Regions from separate parts of the Mus musculus genome. Here region 2 is linked to region 1. The links are chromatin contacts, called in public HiChIP or PLAC-seq maps. All regions are on one chromosome and are shown on one strand. Each heading gives the region's core, a stretch centred on a gene start, on an enhancer-like site or on the middle of the called end of the contact. The rest is flanking DNA. Distances are from core to core; before and after follow the strand shown. Region 1 overlaps Dido1 (death inducer-obliterator 1). Region 2 holds the start of Uckl1 (uridine-cytidine kinase 1-like 1).

Region 1 (6,488 bases), core at 2,298-4,797:
CTTGGTGATCTATTGGACAGTGACCACATAATCTTCCCATTTTAGGTTTATGATCTGCTGTGATCGGTGTGAGGAGTGGTTCCATGGTGACTGTGTGGGTATTTCTGAGGCCCGAGGGCGGCTCCTGGAAAGGAACGGGGAAGACTACATCTGCCCAAATTGCACCATTTTGCAAGTGCAGGATGAGACAAACGGTAGCGCCACCGATGAGCAGGACTCTGGGTGCAGATCTGTGGGTGCTGATGGCACAGACTGCACAAGCATAGGGACAGTAGAGCAGAAGTCCGGAGAAGACCAGGGCATAAAGGGTAGGATTGAGAAGGCAGCAAACCCCAGCGGCAAGAAAAAACTCAAGATATTCCAGCCTGTGAGTATCTGTCTGCCATGGCAAGCACACATGTAGGGCTTTCTGCTGCTGAAGAGAGCAATACTAAGAAGGTGCCTTCTCTTTAGGACTGTTGGGCTGGGCTTTTGTGGGCAGTTACTGTATCTGTACGGGCCTGGGCCCTGCAAGAGAACATTCTGCTGCTGGTACACCTTGCCACTCCAGTTGGTGTCAATTATGACTGCTCCATCATAGCCTCCTTAGTGCCAGCAGCTTACTGTGCTCTAATGGTCACTTAAGGGGAAATCCATTTCTCCACAGTGCTATTGACTGAGTTTGAAGAAAAAAACCTTACTTTTTCACACGCTCTTGGTGTTACATATTTTGAGTGCTGGCAGAGTTATTGAGAGAAAGGTGCACTGTGCTCTGCTCTTACTTACATGCTGGCCTAAGTTGTTCCATGCCTGGTACTCATGTTTTCTTCATTCTTCCTACTTGAGTTATGTTATCCCATGGGGCCATAACTGTCAAATTTCCCATGAGCTGAGACTAGCAGTCTTGCTGCTCAGGAGAGCTTTCTCCTGCTGTCAACAGGTGTGTTGCATTTCTCAGGAGGGTGCCACCAAGTGCATCTTCACTTTAAACCCCAACCCCCACAGCACCTCCAGCAGGTGAGAGTCTGGGGAAACTACAATCTAGACTGGCACTGTCTTAGTTCTCACTGTGCTGCAAGGTGAAAAAGTGACAATGACATCACACCGTGGCCACTAGCACCGTTTACTGGAGGAAGTTGTCAATTTGATGCTTTTATTATTGCCAGTCAGTATGTTAGACATTGCCTGAATTTTAGTCTGTGTAAACTTAGATTTGGTAGAAGAAAAGCAACTATCTTAAATATTTATCCTGAAAACTGGGAGCTCTCAAATTGTCAGACATATGTTCTGTTCAGTCTTCCTGATATACTTAGAGCTAAACGGTCTCTAGTTTTCTGAAATGTATGTATCCTGTGTCTTTTGGCAATCTCCCTCCAAACCACTCAAAACAACAAACAAAAAAACAGGCTGCCTTTCTTCAAAACTAACAGTGGATCTCTTCTCTCTTAGGGCACGGCACATTTACTCTTTTAAGAATTTTCACTTGAAGGCTAGGGGTGGTGGAGTCCAACCTCTAAAGGCAGTATGAGTTCAATATATATATTTCCCTCTGAGGGGCTGGAGACGTGCTCAGATTCAAGAGGAACTAGGTTCAATTCATAGTGCCCATATGGTTCTCATCGTCATTTATAGTTCAAGTGTCAGGCAGTCTGATATCCTCTGTGCATGGACAGACAGACATGAAGGCAAGACACACATACATATAAAGGAATTTCAATTTTTTGACAGTTATAAAGAGGAATTTTTACCTGGACTCATAAGATGGCTCATTGCATAATAGCATGGGCCATCAAATCTGATTACCTGAGTTTAATCTTCAGATCTCACATGGTAAAAGGAGAGAACTGACTCCTGAAAGTTGTCCTGACTCCTGCTGTACCAGCTATTCATGTGCAAGCCTGCGGGTATATGCACATGCATGCACACACAATATGTAACAGAAATCTTAATGAAAATTTGTAACTCATTAAGTCTACATTTTTTGCCCTCTTTTTTTCATAGTGGTTTATTTTTAACATGTGTGTCTAGGGGAGTAGTGTGCAACAGTATAGATGCCCTCAGAGGACAGGGCTATCTGACATGAGTTCTAACAACTAGACTGCTCTTCTGTAAAAGCATCCTCTGAACCATGTTTCCAGCTCCTCTCTTACTCTTACCTCATTTGGGACCTGCACATGTTTAGAGGGCATATAGATCTGAAGCTCCCATGTGTGCAGAGTTTGTGTGCCAGGGCAGTCAAGGAAAATAGGTTTGTATAGTTCACAAAGATAGGTCTTACCATGTAGCCTGGGCTGACCTGAATTTCGGAAGTCTCCTGCCTTCCCTTCCCATGTGCTAGAATGGTGTTAAAAGATTATGTCATCATGCACAGCTAACAAATGAAAAATGAATTTTTATTCATATAAAACTATTATTAGAGCCATCCATAGTGATGTACACCTTGCACCTTTAGTCCCAGCACTGAGGAGGCAGAAGCAGGCAAATCTCTTGAGTTCAAGGCTGGCCTGGTCTGCATATCAAGTTTCTGGGCAGCCAGAATTTCATAGTGAGACCCTCTCTCAAAAAACAACCAAATAAAAATTCCTGCTAGTGTCTTAATACCAGTGACCACCAATAGTGCTGTCACTGAGCACTGATCACTAGTGTCTGCACACATGATGTCTGAAGTTGCCTGTCTTGTTCTGCAGGTCGTAGAGGCTCCTGGTGCTCCTAAATGCATTGGCCCTGGGTGTTCCAGTGTAGCACAGCCTGACTCTGTGTATTGCAGTAATGACTGCATTCTCAAACACGCAGCAGCTACCATGAGATTTCTAAGTTCAGGTAAAGAACAAAAAACAAAACCCAAGGAAAAGGTCAAGACGAAGCCAGAAAAGTTCAGTCTTCCAAAATGCAGTGTTCAGGTAAGCTGACAACAGTCACCTTCAGGATACTTACTTGAAACAGGAAGTGTTTGAGAGGACTCTTCATAGACTGGTGTCTTGTTTGCTTGAGCAATGCAGGGGACAGCAGCTGTCAGGAAAATATAGATCATATTTTCCTTCTCTCTTCCCCCATTCACTGAGGGATTATTAGTTAACATGAATATACTACAAGCAAGCAACCATGTGGCTTTTTTAAAGAAGTATGACTTCAGGATGTATACCACACAGCTTTATGCAAAGTGCACTTGACATTTAGACAGAGACATAGGTTCTAGGCAAGGCTCTGTGCCTTGATAAGTCAGTGATAAGAGTGCCTAGCATGCAAACAGTCTTATGATTTTTACATATCCCTTTAGGGGGGAGTGTTTCTTTTGTTTTAAAGGCAGTTTTGTAGTACAGGCAGTTCTTGAACTTGGAATTTTATTCCCTTAGCCTCCCACTCAGCTGGGATTACAGTCTTGTGCCACCAAGCCTAAGTGACATAGTTTTTATTTTTTAGGACTGTTATTTTGGATCTTCAAACTCCCATAAGTAGGAATGCAGATAGCACTTGTTAGGTATTACAGACCCTTGTGCCCACGCAGCCCCCTTCACTTTGTTTTCAGCTTGTCTGACTGCCTTGCCGGAAGGCGCTCATGCTTTTATCTTGGCTGGTTCATGCTTTTATCTTGGCTGGTTCATGCCTCAGCTGCGTTATAGACAGATATGAGCCTTCCCATTACCCAGGTGTTAAAAAGAATGCTAAGGGTTCTTTGATGTGTGGCTGTAGCCATAAAAAAGATCACATGATTCTACCTAGCTTGGTTTGAAGGGTCTTCAGGTTCTAAAATAAAAGGTGTATATGTCTTTAATTGGTTGTTGAAGCAAAAGTGTCACTTCAAACCTTAATAATTGGGATTTCACTGATTATCCAGGTGGGGATTAAAATCTCTTCTGTGCACAAGAGACTAGCGTCAGAGAAAAGGGAAAACCCAGTGAAGAAAGTGATGCTGGCTTCCAGGAGTGAGACTTCTGGGAAGGAGGCAGCCTGTGAGAGCAGCACACCATCCTGGGCAAGTGACCACAACTACAATGCTGTGAAGCCAGAGAAGCCAGAGAAGCCCACTGCACTCTCGCCCACCCTATTGAGTAAATGTACGTATCACCCAAAGGCTGGCTTCCCAGGCCCCTCCCATCATCTGGGTGGCTGCCTGGGGCTGTCTAGGACCAGAGTCCTGGGTGTTCTGGTGCTGATAGTAGCCAGCAGCTCACTGCCAGCCAGAAGCAGATACCAAGATGCCTCTGGACCCCAGGTGTTCCTGCCTAGCCTGTGGAGCCTCTCTGGGTGGTTCCTAAAGAGCTGTGTAGGCCTCATGTTGGAGGCAATTTCTTATTTCAGTTTTAGGCCTTGGTAAGTATTTGAACTGCTCTCAACAAGATGGGACAACATCAGTGCACTGTTCAGACTCAGTTCAGACTTGAGTTCCTCACAGGACAGCCCAGCACAAACCATGAGTTTTCCCACGTTACCTATTTTCTTCACATGGTCACCACTGCTCTTCTATAGAAAAGTGATTTTTTTCATGAGTTAGGGCATTTTTGAAAGGACAGGTAGACAATTTGTGTCTATTTCACATACTACACACCTACATAAACAGGTTTGAATTTTGAAGGTCATCTGCTGCTCAGATCCCATGGTGAGTAATCGTGCTGACCATACACCTACAGCAGTATTCTCATCAAAGTGAGAATTGTGGGTGGTAGCTTCCAGACTCGTAGATGCCCCAGATTTCAAATCAGTGTTTATAGTTTGAGTAAACTTTTGAAACCCAAGATTAGATCACTGAGTTTGGAGCCATTCTTGTTTCACTGCTGTACAAGGTACACCTTTCTTACTTTTTGTACAGTGGTTTCAAGTGAATTTTCATCTGTGTTCTCATGATAGTGTTTTGTTCCATCTCTGTCCACCCTCAGCCCCAGATAAGGGGGTCTCATGGCCTAGGCTGGCCTTAAATTTTCTGTAAAGTTGGGGGTCCTCCTGCCCCCACCTGTAAAGAGTGCTGAAACTTACAGGCACACACCTGATGTATGTTGTGGGGTGTGAACTCAGAGTGTTGGACCAGCAGTCTACCAGCTGAGCTGCAGTTCTAGCCATGGTAACTGAAACTGCTGATCTTCTTGTCTTTGTTTCCTTTGTGCTGGGATTACAGGCATGTGGTGCTGGGGATCAAACCCAGAACTTCATGCATTGGAGCGCTACTGACAGCTACGCCCCACCCCATTAGTGCATTTTATATCTATCTTTCTTTCTTTTTTTTTTTTTTTTTTAAGCATCACAGGGGTAAAGAGAACTGAATCGTAATAATATGAACATGGCACATTCTTGTTAGCCTTTCAGCAAGTTAACTAGGGGAGGACCTTTTGCACGTAGGTTTACAAAGTGAGAATGCAGTTGTGCGTGGTATTGCAGGCCTAGACTAACATTAGAGAAGTTGAGACAGGAACATCGTGAGTTCTAGGCCAGCTGGGGTTGCAGAGTAAGAACCTTTCTCTAGGGCAAGTGGGAGGGAATGTAAAAGACCTAAGAAATGCAGTAAATTAGCATGCTCTACTGCATTGTGGCAGGCCTTAGTGCGCTGTAGGCAGTTGAGTAGTTTGAGATGAGAGGTCTGGTGTTCCTTCAGTTACAGCAGCTCTACAACAGCAGCATTGTGAACTAATTAATGAGTAGACTTAGAGCCAAGTACACCTCTTAGAATAGGGAAAAACCTGCCAAGTATAGGGTTCAAGTGCTTTAAGTGTCTGTAGACCTAACAATAAACGATAGAAACCCGGGAGTGTAGTCATATCCCTGAGAGCTGAAGATTGATTACAACTCAGTTCATCTTCATCTGTGTGCCCAGAATGGAAAACCAGCTCTTGAAGTTCTGATTCAGGGTCTCACATTAGAAGCAGTTAAAAATCTCTAGTTTCAGTTTCAGACCCTGGTAAGTATATCCCTCGTGTGGCATCATAAAAAGTCCCGTGCACTGGAGGATTGGTGAGGAGGATGGAACATAGTGGGCCTAAAATCTGAGTACTGTCTTCTGTCTCCCTTCCATGAGGAGGGGGGAGGGGGAGTCCCCCAGGGGGTCAACAAGGCGACCAGTTCTTATGCTCAGGGGTTCTTTGACCTTTCTCTCCCCCACCTTGTCCTTCACAATTGACTCAATCCTTAGTGGAGGTGGAACTGATGGGTTTCAGGGCAGGAGGGTAGGACAAGTTAACAATTGATTAATCTTCCCAGCATACCAGCATCTCAAAAATGATCAGCATTCAAAATACAGCATGCATCAGGGACATGTTTCTAGACCAGTTTCTTCTGACCCCCCCCCCCCCCCATCCCATAAATGATATCATCCTAACATTGAGAGTGTCGTCATCAGTGAGGAGCAGTGTCTCCTCTCTGCCTCTTGCTATCCAAATGGGACCAGTCCCCTTTGATCCCTCTTCCTCTGCACAGTGGGAGGGCACCACACAGTCTATGCAACTGTGTCCCAAGGACTCTGGCCCTGTCTCCCCACTGCCTGTGTGCAGAATACACAACAGGGGAGGGGAGGGAGGGAAGCT
Region 2 (6,488 bases), core at 1,283-3,782, 900 kb before region 1:
CACCTTCCTCTGGCCCAGTAGGATCCCCAATCTGACTCTTTCAAGGCTCAGACATTCCTGGTGACCCATAGTTGTGGACTGATGAGGCACCTGAGCAGTCTGGCTGCCATAACTTGGGCCTCGCCTCCACCCAACACTGGAACTCCAGTACTCCCAGCTACCTCCCAGGACAGACCCTGTCTACTGCCATGCTGCCCTGACAGCCACCCACTCATCTGTCCTTTTGCATCCACCTCTGACCCCCTTGCTTCTGTTCTCTACCTCTCTGGGCCTGCTTCCTCCTCTGTCATCCCTGTGTGCTTCAGGCCTCTCCTAACTTGACTGGCGTGATCATGGTGGAGTATGTAACCTTCCAGGCAAGGAAAGAGCTCTGTGTGTTCTACCTTCAGGGAGGCCCAGACTAGGATGTTTCACATCCAGCCTTTAGCTTCTAATTTTGTGGTTATCGCCCTTTGGGGTGCCTCCCTGGGGCCACAGCCATGTGAAGCAGAGGCTGGCCAGAAGGAGCCTAGCTCAGGAGTAGTACTTAGGAGAGACTGCAAATGTCTGCTATGCTAGGTGGGCCTATAAGCCAAGTTCTGTGGAAGGCCTCTTTTTCCCTTTTATTTTATCTGCCCTTGGGATCTAGTGGCAGTCAGTCATTTGATATAGAAATGGAAGGATAGTGAAAGATGGGGTCTCAGCCAGTGTAGCAACTCTAGGCTGGGCCTCACCCCTTTCTTTAAGGGGCCCTGAGGCTAACAGGGTCTGCAGGTTGGACAAGGCCAGGAAGAGACATCTGGCCTCCTTCCTGGTTCTACCTTCTAACCCTATCCCCATCTCCCAACCCTGCTGTGAGCCACACCAGGAGAAGGCTGGAGGGGGTTGGAACGAGCTTTTTATAGTGTTGGTAGGGGTGGACTGAGGTCTCTGCTTCTGATCCTGGATGATGTGAATTTTGATATTTGCCTCTGTGTGTCTCCTGGATGTTGTTGATGCCAGTCTTGTTGCTGTGACAAGTAGCAACCTTTTTTTTTTCTTTTTTTTTTTTTTAATTCTGGGTTTTTTTTATACAAAACTCAACAATCTTAATGTCATGGTGCTAAGGGTTTCCTGGTGCCGAAGGTATTGCTGTGGTACTGACTAGCACCTGCCCCCAGCCTCAGCAGGGAGCGTTTCCAAGAAGGCCAGCTCCAGGGAGATTTGGGGTGAGGTCCTTGTACACATGTATTTAGAAAGGCTCTGACTCTGGGCAAGGTAACCATGGCCTGGTGTGTTGTAGGTGTTGAATGGACTCTCCAATTCCTACACACTTTGATGTGGTCAGAGGTGGCTACAGAGGTGGGTATGATCCAGTGTCAAAGGGTAGGCTGGGGCTTTGGAGTGGTTGTGTGCAACTGTGGAAGGGAAGGGGGCCAAAGTGCACTTTTCACAACACCTCTGTGGGGTGTGACCATCCACCCTAGCCTCTCAGGTACTTGGCACTTGTAGGGAGAAGTAGGACCTGGGTTTGCTGGGGGCTGAGTTTTCCAGGACGAACCAGAAAGCCCATATACAGCCTTGCTATGGGACTGTTCTGGGTAACTTGATGTTAGCACTTTAACTCAGTCTTTGAGGTCAGTTTTGGGGCAGCTGTCAAAAGCTGCAGTTGGATAGGTACCAGCCTGTGGTGACTGGTAAGTAGTGGCAAACTAGACTGTAAAGCTCTTCCATGGTGGCAGGGCTCATCGGTCTGCCCACCTCCCTACTATGGCCCAAAGGTAACCACCAGCCTACACAGATCCTCAGTAAGAGGGACCATCATGGCAGAGCTACAGAAGGTGGGTGGGCATAGACTTAGAGGGCCAAACCAACCCTGGGTCCTTGGCAAAATGCAAAAGTCAGGGTCTCTACAGATCTACCTCTGGCTCAGCGCTTGCCCTGCCCTAAAAAAACAGAAGTGCCAAGGGCAGACATTTCATGCAGAACCAGGGTGCACTTTATGTTCCTGCACAGGCAGATGATGGTGCCTCCTGGAGGCTTTGGGATCTTCCTGTCCCTATGGTGGTTCTGAAGGGAGAGCTGTTCCCCTGTTGGGTGAAACCCAGGTCCCTTGCCCTGGAGACCTGGTTTCCCAGGTCACCCCACATACCTGACTGCAGCGCCTCCTAAACTTTGGGTTCCTTGGTTTGGTTATAATGCAGTTCTCATTACACAAGTGCATTTCTGGCTATCACTTGTAACCATAGATATACATGCATATATATTCTATCTACAAAGTGTTTTATTTGCAAGATGTTTTGAGGTGAGCTTTGGTCCTGCCCGCCTTGTGGTCATCTGTCCTCATCCTCATCCCCTGGCCCGGAGTGGTGCGGTGGTGGGCCATCAACTATGTATTAAAGTCACTGTATCAAATAAATGTTTATTGATTTTTTTTTTCCAGGGATTTTGTGTGGCTGAGTTTGTGTTGAGGCAAAGGTCATTCTCGGGGCTTGCCGCACGGCCTTGTGGGGATTGTAGTCCGCAGCGTGCCTGCCTCCCGGTGCGCCTCCCCGGCCTCCGCCAGGTTCGGGACGCCATGGCTGCGCCGCCGGCCTCAATGAGCGCCGCCCCTTCGCCCCTGCAGTCTGCTGTGGCCCCAGACGTGCCTGGCCGCCAGGCCGAGCAGAATGAAACGGCGTGCGAGGACCGGTAGGCGCGGGCCTGAATAAGGCAGGGGCCGCGCTTGTCTCTTGGGAGGGGTCGGAGCACGGCTTGCATCTCTTCCTAGAGCCGGGACGGCTCCCGGCATCTCCATAGATGGGCAGCTTGATCTCTACAGCCTTGTGGATCCTGGACAGGTTTCGGCGGCTCTCCAGCGCCCTGGGGCCTCCTGGGCTATGTGTCAGCCACCCCCTGCCAGGGAGAGGGAGGTGGCAGACGACCTGGAGGGCCCCAGCGGACGGAAGGCGGAACTGGCCCAAGCTCCAGCTTTTGGAGGCACTGAGAATGGAAACCTGTTTGACATCTTTAGCGTGGGTCTCTGTTCCTAGTGGGTGCGCACTTGGCTCTGGGCCCCCAGCTGGGCGGTAGGCGTGTTCGACCTTCTGAGTTCGTCGAAATTGAGCGCAAAGTTGCACCTGGCGGCCAGTGGTGCTTGTGAATGTAAGATGGGGTGGTGATTGCCACCTGTCCGAGAGTTTGGGGGCCTTTGAGACTTTCGAGGCTTTCAGGAGAATGGAAGGGGAGATAAGGGTCCTTGTAGGAAGTAGGAGACTTAAGGGTCCTTGTCTTCACTCGGCCTGATCATCACTTGTAGCAACTCTAGGTCGTGGCCGCCAGGGGGCAGTGACCATGCTTGGAAACTGCTCGTGACACCTCTTCCGGTCTGTATGAGTCAGTTGAAGGCCAAATGTCTTCCGGCTTTGCATGCCACAGTGCACCGCCTGAGAAGCTGTAACCCCGGACGCCTTTAGAAAGTGAGGTGCTGGCAGTGGATGAGGTGAATCCCAGCTAGTTCACACACTCCAGGCATTCTGACCAGGAGTCAGACTTTGTGAGGCCGTGGCCAAATTCCTCCTCCGAAGGTTCCTGGGGATACACCTTGAGAAGATACAAACTGCCCTGGTGCCTCAGGCACTGGCAGCAGTAGGGGAGGGAGTCGCTGGTAGACTAAAGCCCAGCTTGAGGTTTCTCCTATTGCCTTTCCCAGCACCTGGCTCCCTATCTGCCTGCCCCTGAGGCCTTTTCCTTGGAGTTGTCTGACCTTAGCCAGCACCGCCATTGGCTTTCATGTCGATATGCAAAGTGGAGATGGATTTGGGATTAGAGAGTGGAGAGAAGTTAATAGGTACTCACCCAGAGCCTTGGGGGGGGGGGGGGGAGGCAGGTTGGCAAGTGAGGCCATGAAAGCCTTTAATCCCCCAGTCCTATGTCTACCTTGTAAAAATGGCTTTGATGACTCTGAACCGCCTTCTGCCTCTTGCAGGAATTCCACAGTAGCACCGGGATGGGTTGCTTGACTAGATTTAACCATAGCAGAGGGATCTTGAGACCTTTCTTTGGTGGTCCAAGTGATGAGCCTTCCTCTCTTCAGTCTCTGCTGTAGGCCTTTCATTCTGGTTTCTAAGATATGGGGGATGCAAATTACAGGGCAGCTCTAACTTCCATGGAGTTTCCTTATCCATGAGGCACCGGCTTAGGTCCTCAGTAGCCTCTCTCTGTTTCTCTGTATAAGGATACATACAGGTCTGCAGCAACTCCCTGGTGAGTGGCTTTGAGCCATAGATGACAGCGCTGTTACCTAAGGGATAGCCAGGGGAAAATGAAAACTGAGCAGCAGCTTCCAGCACCACCTACCTCAGACAGCCCTGAGGCCTAAAATGGAGCCCTGAAAGAAGAAAACCTCAAAGATGGAAGTTAAGGAGTGTAGTAGCCAGGTAGCCTGGTGTATCTTAGGTAAAGATGAAGTTCTGGGGTCAGGGTGTGGTATTTTGGAGCCAAGTCTAGTGAATCAATAGGTGGGACAGGTCTATTCTGTAAGCAGTAACAAATCTGGAATTAAGTAAAGCCTTCCCTTTCTAAGACCAGCACGATGTTAGCTTCCCACAGACCTGTGGCCTTTTTGCTACCCACTGATCCTGACCTGCTGGGGTACCCAAGGAACATGTCAGGATCCTCTGTTGTGCTTAGCCAGCCAAACTTAGAGAACTGATTCCCTAGGACTCCTTAACTCTGCACCCCTGCCCAGAACAATATTAGCCTCCCAGAGCAATCCTAGGGCATATCCAGCCAACCATATCTAAGGGTAGAGTCAGAGGGACAGACAAACTATAAACACATACATGCACATGCAAACAGAGATTGGCTCTTCCTGCTCCTGGTGTCTGGGGATGTAGACATACCCACAAGTTACCTAGGTAGTGAGAAGAGCTGCCTCCGAGGCGGCTCCCAGAGTGGCTCCTTTTCAGATGCATGAAGTCCACTTGGAAGCTTCCTTCTCTGAGCCCTGCCAGACTTAGTGCTGTAGGCCAGCCAGGTAGGATGAGGTTGCAATGAGGCCAGCCCACCCCTTGACGAGAACCCCAAAGCCAGCAAAACCTCTCTGATTAGATCTTAAGTCAATAAAGGGATTTCAGCTGAGGCTGGGACCGGATCTTCCCTTTCCATGCTGTGGGCAGGGAGGTTGCTGTGTCCCCTGCTGACTGATGAGGCCAAGGTGGCCATCGGGCTTACTGGAGCCTGTGTGAGGTGGGGTGGAACAGTTATTCTTGGATGTGCTAGGGTAGAATTTCAGATTTGTTTATCCTTGTAGGAGGCACCTTGGGGCCAGGGGAGGGGCACCCAGCTCAGCACTGACATTCAGATCGCCTGGCCTGGTGGGGCCTCAGATTTCCTTGTCGTGCTGTGTATGCATTGGGAGGCAGAACTGTGTTTCTTCCAGAAAATTTGGGGAGAGGTACTAGTGGTTCCCAGCAAGTCCAGGTCAATGTGCAAGCAGCTAACACTGAAGTACACTCACAGCAACTGGCCTGGGGATTGTGCAGGCCAGAGTCAGTACTATTAATATCTGGGCATAGCCCTGACTGGGTGATCCTCTTATGTGTGTGTGTGGCCTTAGCCTCTGAGACTAGCATTGAGTGTGTTTCCTTAGTGCAGTAGGGCTCCCAGGGCCTCCTAGCTGCTGTGCCCTACTCCCTGTATATAGCAACCTACTTCTGCAAGTAGGGGTCCAACCCCCCTAGCTCTTCAGCTGGGCTGCCCATAGGAGTGGTTCCACCCATGGAAGACCAGTTCAGGTGGCTAGAACTCCCAAGCTGTCTTTAGAGACAACTGTAATTCTAAGAGGTAGTGATACTCTAACTGATAGAACCTATACCACACATACCTGGGTCATCCCACTGTCCAGGGACATCCACCTCTGAGCCCTCTGTGCTTACCTGCATCTTTGGCTATGAGCAGTCCCCCAGCTTACCCTGGCATCAGGATCTCAGGGTGCTGGACTCTTGGAGCAGAAAGCAGGTGAGTTGCCGCAGAGTCCCTGCTGATGAAAACCCCACTTCCCAATGGAACTGACCACATTTGACTTGTGTGTGATGTGTGTCCATGGATATCTGAAAACAAACAAGCTGCCAGGTGCTCCTGGGAGCTCTTTCGGCTGCAGATGTGGCTGGCGCTGGCTTGGGGCTGTGGGTTCTGATAGCATCTTGTGTTCACTGTGGCTCTTTAATACTGTTCGTACAGCTGAAGTTGGCATTGTGGCCAGAAGCCCCTTTGTCTGTAGATAAGAAATGAAGTATTTTGTGCAACTTTCCCATCAAGGGGCACCTTTTGTGAGAAATGGGTGCTGCCTTATCTCTGGCTGTAGGAGATAGCTGTTAACTTTGGGGAGGGCAGGGGAGTTGGGCTTGGTACAGACACAGCCTGATAGCCCAGTCAGGGTGAAGCAGATTTCTGGCAAAGTCCTCCCTGATCTATTTGCAACTGGGCACTCTTCCCATCAGCAGCGCACGCTTTGGGAGGAATCTTCACGGAGGTGGAAAAGAGTCACT

What was found. HiChIP or PLAC-seq counts read pairs in DNA pulled down with a chosen protein or histone mark.
Region 2: a contact with region 1 is called in an H3K27ac HiChIP or PLAC-seq map of double positive thymocytes, with 4 times the contacts expected there. The contact joins the promoter of Uckl1 here to the enhancer-like site in region 1. A contact is called at or near these places in 2 of 39 promoter capture datasets (the HPC-7 cell line and liver), 3 of 115 datasets of contacts at active chromatin or transcription factors (bone marrow-derived macrophages, double positive thymocytes and embryonic stem cells) and 3 of 9 other capture datasets (adipose tissue, liver and pancreatic islet).

What each region holds. Positions count from the first base shown.
Region 1 is chr2:180,681,355-180,687,842 of GRCm38.p6, reverse strand. Dido1 (death inducer-obliterator 1) reads left to right here. Exons shown (of 16, transcript NM_175551.4): 4 at 46-367; 5 at 2,667-2,879; 6 at 3,815-4,034. Among named protein-coding and RNA genes, the nearest start is that of Gm22502, 13 kb to the left of the region's middle. Within about 2 kb of position 3,547, at least 6 of the 459 cell types and tissues checked have an H3K27ac peak or open chromatin away from gene starts, as enhancers often do. A contact at or near this core is called in double positive thymocytes, where this site is marked.
Region 2 is chr2:181,578,017-181,584,504 of GRCm38.p6, reverse strand. Uckl1 (uridine-cytidine kinase 1-like 1) reads left to right here and starts at 2,532. Exons shown (of 15, transcript NM_026765.3): 1 at 2,532-2,649. The coding sequence starts at 2,537. It overlaps Zfp512b (zinc finger protein 512B), which reads left to right. Exons shown (of 17, transcript NM_001164597.1): 17 at 1-2,402. It overlaps Uckl1os (uridine-cytidine kinase 1-like 1, opposite strand), which reads right to left and starts at 6,025. Exons shown (of 3, transcript NR_027289.1): 1 at 5,877-6,025; 2 at 3,877-4,062.